2 separate regions of the Mus musculus genome follow, and region 2 is linked to region 1. A link is a contact called in public Hi-C data. All regions are on one chromosome and are shown on one strand. The core of a region is the stretch at or near the end of the contact, and the rest is flanking DNA. Distances in the headings are between cores, read along the strand shown.

Region 1 (3,979 bases), core at 390-2,889:
TGAAAAAATGATGTCCATCTAAAAACAAAACCTCAGGATTATTGAATCTATTTGAAATCACCCGGTTTTATACCCAGTTTGGCATTCATATTCATGTTCTGATCGTCTAGTCACAAAACAAACAAGACAGAATAAGAATAAGAATAAGAATAAGAATAAGAATAAGAATAAGAATAAGAATAAGAATAAGAATAAGAATAAGAATAAGAATGAGAATAAGAATAAGAAGGCTTTGTGAAGCCAGTCATACTTTCTGTTCCTCCTTTCCCTGTGAAGGCCTGAAGGAGCATTGGCAGATGAGAATAGCCCACCAGCCTAAGCAAACGTGGAGTTTCATCTCTCTCCTGGCTTCTTTGGGGCACCTACATTGCCCTTCTACACAATGCTGGTTTTCAGTGTAATAGCTTCCGGGAGCCACACAGGTCACTCCCTGAACAGTGCCAAGGAACCTCCTTTTTCTCCATTATAACACCTTATATTTCTCAACATTTATCCATGGAACAAGCTTTCTGAAGGTAGGCTAATGGCAATGTGTCTCAGTACAGCTCCTTGCTGTGATGTTTATTGATTCAGGGGAATCTTTAAGGACATATCCATAATGGTAACCTATGGGGATTTCTTTTTTCTGCCTCCCACTCCTCAAATCGGCTATCCTCCAGGTAACAACTATTCCTATTCAATGCAGATCAACAGCCCCATTGCTTGAGTAGGTACCATCTATCAACCAGACTCTTGGCTTTTGTGAATGAAAGTCTCCATCCTTTGTGAGGAGTTGCTTTGCATCTTAGCAGCCAAGTTTAAGGTAAAGGCATCACAGAAAAGCCCATTACTCTGTAAGCGTCGAGCATTTGATCTGGTGCTAGCCTTTTGTGCTGTGTTCTATGAAGGAAGAGAATATGCTGCCTGCATTTATGTATTTATGCCTCAGGATTTAAAAAAAAAATCGAACATAATCAAAATCCCACTGGGAAGAAGTATGTCAAAAAGATTAATTAAGAAGAAAGTTAAACTGGAGGCTCCCTGCCTTTGTGGTTAATGATCACAGAAAACCAAGATGGAAAACAAAATCCTGAGATGGAATGAGGGAAAAAAATGCCTTTATATTGTTTGGGTTGTGAATTTTATTAAAATCAGAGTGAGTTTGTACCAGTATTTAAGTTATGTTTACTAAAAAAAAAAAAAAAAAAATATCTCCGCGTTCCATAAGCAGAAACATGGACTAAGGAGCTATGTCAGGGTATTATTGACAGCAAAGTCAAAGACCCCCCTGTAAAAGAGCTATATATGGCTGTTCCTCTCTGCCAGGAAAGATGAATTGCCATGGCAACACTACCATGAAATAATAGGTCAAGTTTTATCCTTCTGCCCCAGGCTGAATTTATTAGGCTTTACTTTGAAGTAGATGCCATTGTAAAATGAAAGTTTTGGTATTTCAGAACTAAACATTATAGCAAGCTAAATCTCATCAATAAGATCCCCCATAGTAGGTTAAGAGAACACTTAGATTGATTAAATACATGTTTAGAAGCTAGTTTATTACTGCTCCCTTCCACAATGTGGGTTCCTCTTACAGATGTGCATGTAATAAAGTGTGTGTAAATGGAGTCACACTGATTGCTTGCACAAGGTCAGCAAGGGGAAGTGGTTTGTAAATTTTCTTTTAACGGATGACTAACTGTGGTAAAGGAAGAGTTCATATTTCACTCCCCAAGTAAGTGTGCAGCAAGAAAGCATAAAATATTTAAGACTCCTATTATTGTTTGCTATTTTCATAAGACTAAATCGAATGCTGCTTCATGTCTATTTGCAGGAATGAAAAAATAGCTACAATTTGGGACAGTCGCATATCATAAAGTGAGATGTGTAATCATTATTTTGCTATTTGAGGGAGATGTGTTCCTCAATGTCCACAGCTATGACATTAACTGTTTATTCTTAAACAGTATCTCAATCATTTAGGAATAAACTGCTAACATGAAGGAACATATAATTTTTGTCACTTCAAATAGCATTATTCCATTTTCTAATAGGACATAATTACTAGAATAGGTAGGTAGGTAGGTAAATAGTCCAGTTTTTTAAGAGTGGTATTTATCAAATCATCTCTTTAAATGACTAACTTTACCTAAGTAGAACCCGATACTGTATTTTAGCATCATATCTTTGCTGATGTCGCTGGGAGACTATGTTTAGACTTCTGTGTAAGGCTACCTTTAATTGTCTTTAATACTTTTCTGCAGTAACTTAAAGATTGTATAGATAACTGTGAAATTTATATTGTCTTCACACTGCTCATAAAGATGGGAGATCGGAATCAGTGGCTGCATTCATTTCCCATGAAGCCTATTGACCAGTCACAAATGGGTTGGGCCTTGCTCTCTGCAGCAGGAGAGATGGTCTTCCCTGCCTGTCCTGTGGTCTCTAGAGAGTGCCTGCGATTCTTGGCATATGTCTCTTCCATATGCACTGTTCCAATCCCATTCTTCCCCTTTACAGCTTTCTTGACTCTCATTCTGTTTTAATACCTTTTAATTGTGCTAATTATGTATGTGTGCACATGTGAGTGTATGTGTGTGAGTATATGAGTGAGTGTGTGAGTGTGAGTCTCTATGTGTGTATGTGGTAGGAGTGGTATGTGTATGCAAATGCAATTTCCTGTAAAGGCCAGAGCTATCATATCTCCTGGAACTGGAGTTCTAGGCAGTTTTTAGCTGTGCAACATGGTATGAGGAGCTTAACAGGTCCTCTGCAAGGGCAGTATATCTACTTAAGGGAATCAACCATCTCTCCAACCCCCCGTGTCTTCTCATTTTATGAAGGTGTTAGTCACGAGAGTAAAAGCTACCTAATCTTGTATGACATCACATATGTTTAACTGCAGTTGCAAAGACCATTTTCTCAAATAAAGTCACATTCACGGAGCCTGGAAAGAAATCTTCAAGGTAGCCCATCCATAACAGTCGGTAAATCAAATGTCTTAGTAAAATGTCTCCATCACAATCTTAAATCACTATGATGCCTGGATCTTTGCAAATATTTTCACAATTTCGATCTTTTAAAGTTCTGGAACAGTGGTGTTCTGCCTAATAAAGTTCTTCTAATGGGTAAAAGTTTGCAGGGTTCCTATGTGTGCTTCTTACTACACTTGCTTACTTTGGTACAATTTATTGTTCTCTCCGAATGCTTTAGTGATAAATATTTTCAATTGGATTGTTTTTCTGGATTCTGTCATAATGATATTGGAGATCTGACCCCTTGCTGTGACTTAAGTTCTATCTGAAAGCTTCTTTCTTCTTCTTTTTTTCTTTTCTTGAAAGCTGTTTCTCTGTCTGTCCCTTTCCCCAATTTTGATATGTAATGGTGACTCAACCCTGTGCTTTGAACACCTTCCTGTGCCATTTCAATTACAGTATAATGGAATCATGAGTTTTGCTCTCTCTCTCTCAATAATTTAAAAAAAATACCACAGTGTGAAATTGATGCATTTTAAGGTACTACAATAAATGGCTTTACCATCACAATAAAATTAACATCCTGTGAAAAGGAGACAAGATCACAAGAAAAGACAGAGAGTTAAACCCACGGGTTTTCAACATATCTATCAGCTGGCTGTTTTGGGAAAGTGGTTGTCAGGGGTCTGGATCACCTTTCTCCACATCTCCAGTATTTCGAAGTTTTCCTCTATGACAAATAAGACCTGTGTGTTGTGCAGAGAAGAGAGCAGGCCTGACATTCTCAGTCTATAGCAGTGGCATTCAATCTATGCCAAGAAAGAAAAGAAAACTGTCCAAAGGTACTGGACAGTGGGTGTGGGTAAGGGTAAGTTGCATCCACACACAATATGTCCCGGACAATATGGGATCAGTAAGAAGGTAGAAAAGGATTTAAATAATCTGACTAGTAACGAGGTTCTGCTCCCCAGGGGGACACATCATTCTGCCATATCCTTCATTATCCCTTGCTGTTTAAAGCCTGCTCG
Region 2 (3,979 bases), core at 486-2,985, 180 kb before region 1:
GCAGGCAAGTGTCTGCATGCAAAGGGGTGGCATGCATTGACTATACATGTGTGATGCAGGAAAGTTTTGTTATCAGCGTGTACTCAGGGTGGTGACTGAGTTAGGGGAAATTATGTGGCTGCATGACATATGACATACATACACACATGCATACATATGTGCACATGAGGCAGAAAGAGAGGTAGACACAGAAAGAGAGACAGACAGACCTACAGAGACACAGAGAGGGGTGGGTACTTCATACTGAGGTCTTCTGTACCCGGGGATGAGTACTGAAGAGAAAGGCCAAATGGCAAGGGAGATGTAAAGGGTGACCTGGAAGACATTATGGGAAAGAAAACAGGTCATGCTGAGTCTCTGGGAGGAAAGAGCTGGAGATGTTTGGGGAGCAAAGCATAGCAGGTAGGGAAGAGATATGGGGACAATACAGTGGCAGGAGACAGAGGCTTATCATGGAAGGCCTTCTAATCCATAAAAGAGTGGCACACGGGGGAAAGTAGATTAATTCTAAGACTACCAAGAGCGTCTTAATCGTAGGTGACGTGGTCTGACTAATACTTAAGAAATGCTGCTCATTTAGTTTTGGGGATGCAATACAGAGAGATAACAAGATAGGAGGAAAACTTGAAAGAGGCTGCAATGGTTGCTTCGACAAAAGATGGGGTGGTGTGTAGAGCAAGCCCTTGCCTGAAAGCCTTTAGTATTCTGGTGGGCAACCTCTACTAAAGCAAGCAACCCTGTCCAGCTAGAACCAAACAGGAGGTCGTTTCCACAGTTCCCCACAGTAGCAACAAGGATCACAGGGGCCCCATTTTGAACACAGTGTAACCTGTGAACTGCACACAAGATTTTATTTCTGGGTTTCATGTCCTTGACACTCAGCTCCTCCATGCTCTATCTCCTTGATTATTTCCTGAACCTTCTCTGACTTCATAAAAGCCCACAGAGAGGCTCTCCTTCATTCTATCCAAATGCCCCACAGTCAGGTCTACTATCTTTAGTGTGGTTCAAATACCCTTAGTCAGATGAAGCATCAACTGTATGGGGAAAATAATCTTGCCAGGCAGGAGGCCTCCAATTGATTATTCAGTACCAAACCATCAGCCCTGAAATCACATACCTATACCTAACATTAAGCAGTTTGAGTTTGAGAGAGAGTGGGGTGGGTGGGAGACATGGAAGGAGTTGAAGGGAGGAAAGAGATGGGGAAATAATATAATCATACTTTCATTCCAAAAGAAAGGTTAACAAAAATAAAAGCACAGAAAAATTGTAAGAATTCAACTGCACATCTTTGAAATGAAGCAGATTTAATGTGAGACAACATGGCAGGGATTTGAACCCAGGCAAGGGGACCTAGTCCTCAAAGCACAGGCTCTGTATTCAAATATCATGGTGCAAGCTATCTTTAGTAGATCGTTTCACTGACCATGCCTCATCCCATCATCTCCCATCCAGTGAATGGCACCCACCTTCATGCTTTCTATAAGCTTAAAAATTCCATGTAAATGGTTTATAGTTGTGTCTAGTAGTTGTCCAACTGCTTAAAATATGCATCAGTATTGTGCTATTTTAGCCAGCCTACAAATAATTCTAGAGCTGTCTCCGATGAACTCTGACCACTGGAGACCGTTTTCCTTTGCGACACTTTCGAGTTCCCTTTTTATGGTAAAGAAAGGTGAAGTAAAGACTTAAGTGGTTTGCTCAAGATACCAAGGGCACGATCTTTTCAAAGAAAGCCCTAGAATGACTCAGGCCTCCTGAGGACTTTGAAGGACTTAAGGGAAAACGTTTAGATACTAAGGCTTGAGAACACCCTCAAGGACTTTGAGAACCTAAAGATTCATATTGCTAAGAGTGCCTTGGAATATTCTAGTAAAGATGAGGAGTTCATTACCATTGAAATTCAGAGTTGTAGTGTTTGTTTTGTTTCCTATTACCTAAAATGCCAGTCAAATTACATGGGAGCTGAGGTACCTGTCATTGAATGACAGTTCTATGATGGGCAGAGATTCTGAAGAGAGTGGACAGAGAGGAACTTACAATTCTAAGAAGTTAATATAAGGTACATATACTCAGAGACATGTCTATTAAGGAGCCCTTGGAGTTCAGCCTAAGCTCTTGCTAGCACAGCCAAAGAGAACTGCTGGTCTCTGTGGGAAAATAAAAGCAGGGATATTTGGAATCCCTCTAACCCACCTAGGACCATGAACCTTGCTGGGCTATCACCAGTGTCCTTGTGTAGACCCTGGTTAACCAACATCTCTATGAGGAGCAATGACTTCTGAAGCATGTTTTCCTCAGAGGGAGTGAAGTGTGCTCTAATTACCAGGATCCTTAGAGATAGGTCCTCTGCCCCATGCCATGTCTGTTTGTGTTGGTTTGATTCCATTGTCTTCTGCTCTGAGAGACCAGAGTTATTCAAGAAATCACTATTTTTGTTAAAACAAACAAACAAACAGCAGATTGAAAGCAATTACTGTACTGTACCTTCCCAGATTTCTTTCTCAGAATCAATGTGCAGGTGAGATGTTGGGGCTCAGGGCCGGGACTCACAGTGCTGCTCTCCTTGGAGAAGCTAGCAAGCCAACCCTTACCTCGACCATGTTAGAAGTGGTAGGAGTGATTGACAGTCTCTATGTGAGCCAGGTTTCTATGGATCCAAATGCTCCCAACTCTAGCCTGATTGAGGTCCAGTCTCAAAAAAATGGTCAGTTACTTTAAAAAAATTAGGATATTATATTATTCTAAACATCTCCCAAATAAATTGGAAGAATCAAACAATGACTACCTTGGAGTCTGTTATTAATTCTAGTCTATAGTAATATCATCAGAGGAACCTAAAGGTATGCTGAAGTTGTGTATAACTGTATGGCTTAGAAAGGTACACACAGTCTGAGGTAAGTTGATTCCTGCCTTAGAAATGTTGAGCTTGGCAACACAGTGTTTCATTCATGGATGAGTGAAGTGGCCCAACTTCTTTCCATATGCAATGGGTACCAAAGTTTTCAGTGCTCATTTATTTTCTTGACCAAGAGTAGAGGTGGGGAGGAGTAAATGGAAGAAGAGGTAGTGTTGTTCAAGTGGAGTCAAAGCCTCAAGTCCTCCTATCTGATCTGATAGCAGTTAAGAAAGCCTTAGATGAAGAAAGGGAGTCGGACTGGAAGGAAGTATATTTTAGACATAAAACCCAGTTTCAAGCATAGTCTCACTATAATGGCGGTTGTGTTGATGCACGGAATCAATACTCAGTGGTTGTTAAAGAAGCCGAGGGACCATGCATCCTGTGTTTTCCTATGGCTGAACAGACCGTGATGCACAGTAGTGCTTTGTAGCTGTGATGCTAATTGTTATAGGTTACATTACTACATGGCATCGTGGTTTTCGGTTATACATGAATTTTGGTGAATAGAAATCTCGAGGAAATCTCCCTATCTCAGTGAGAGCACATAGCCGTAATTCCAGGAAGTCGAAAGCCTTGCTTCAAGCTGGGCTTGAATCATCAACGACCCCCATCTGCCTCACCCACACAGCCTCACCAACTCCTAGACTCAGTAAGACCAGATTACTTAGAGTCCACCTAGTTCAAAGTCTACTGACAGCTTTCCAAAGTATTCCTCCGCTCAGTCTTGCAGAGCAATTTGTCAAAAAATACAATAAATAAATAAATAAATTCAATAAAAATATATCTGGATTGTCCTAAATTCTGTGTCTATTAAAATTTCTTTACTAGTTATTTCTGATATGTACTATACTTTTATATATACCACATTTGTAATATACTATGTATCTTAATATATACTATTATATATATATATACATACATATATATATAAATCTTTATATGTTATATAGAACATATAACCTTATACATAATAAGTATATACAATTGTATATATTTAAATATATATCTGAAAACAATTGTCTTGTATATAAGGTTCACAATCTTCAGTGTTGATTAACCACCATGAAGATGGGG

Evidence for each region. A called contact is a pair of places that touch in the nucleus more often than the background predicts.
Region 2: a contact with region 1 is called in a Hi-C map of bone marrow-derived macrophages, with 2.7 times the contacts expected there. The contact joins two enhancer-like sites. A contact is called at or near these places in 9 of 39 promoter capture datasets (the 3T3-L1 cell line, 3T3-L1-derived adipocytes, hematopoietic stem and progenitor cells and 5 more), 16 of 484 Hi-C or Micro-C datasets (ECoMG-derived neutrophils, the N1E-115 cell line, bone marrow and 12 more), 1 of 115 datasets of contacts at active chromatin or transcription factors (acute myeloid leukemia) and 3 of 9 other capture datasets (adipose tissue, liver and macrophages).

Annotation. Positions count from the first base shown.
Region 1 is chr13:110,182,806-110,186,784 of GRCm38.p6, reverse strand. All of the region lies in intron 2 of Rab3c (RAB3C, member RAS oncogene family), which reads left to right. All of the region lies in intron 1 of Gm41057 (a long non-coding RNA gene), which reads right to left. Among named protein-coding and RNA genes, the nearest start is that of Gm41057, 3.7 kb to the right of the region's middle. Within about 2 kb of position 1,639, at least 16 of the 459 cell types and tissues checked have an H3K27ac peak or open chromatin away from gene starts, as enhancers often do. A contact at or near this core is called in bone marrow and bone marrow-derived macrophages, where this site is marked.
Region 2 is chr13:110,361,632-110,365,610 of GRCm38.p6, reverse strand. All of the region lies in intron 1 of Gm41058 (a long non-coding RNA gene), which reads right to left. Among named protein-coding and RNA genes, the nearest start is that of Gm41058, 5.2 kb to the right of the region's middle. Within about 2 kb of position 1,735, at least 37 of the 459 cell types and tissues checked have an H3K27ac peak or open chromatin away from gene starts, as enhancers often do. A contact at or near this core is called in bone marrow and bone marrow-derived macrophages, where this site is marked.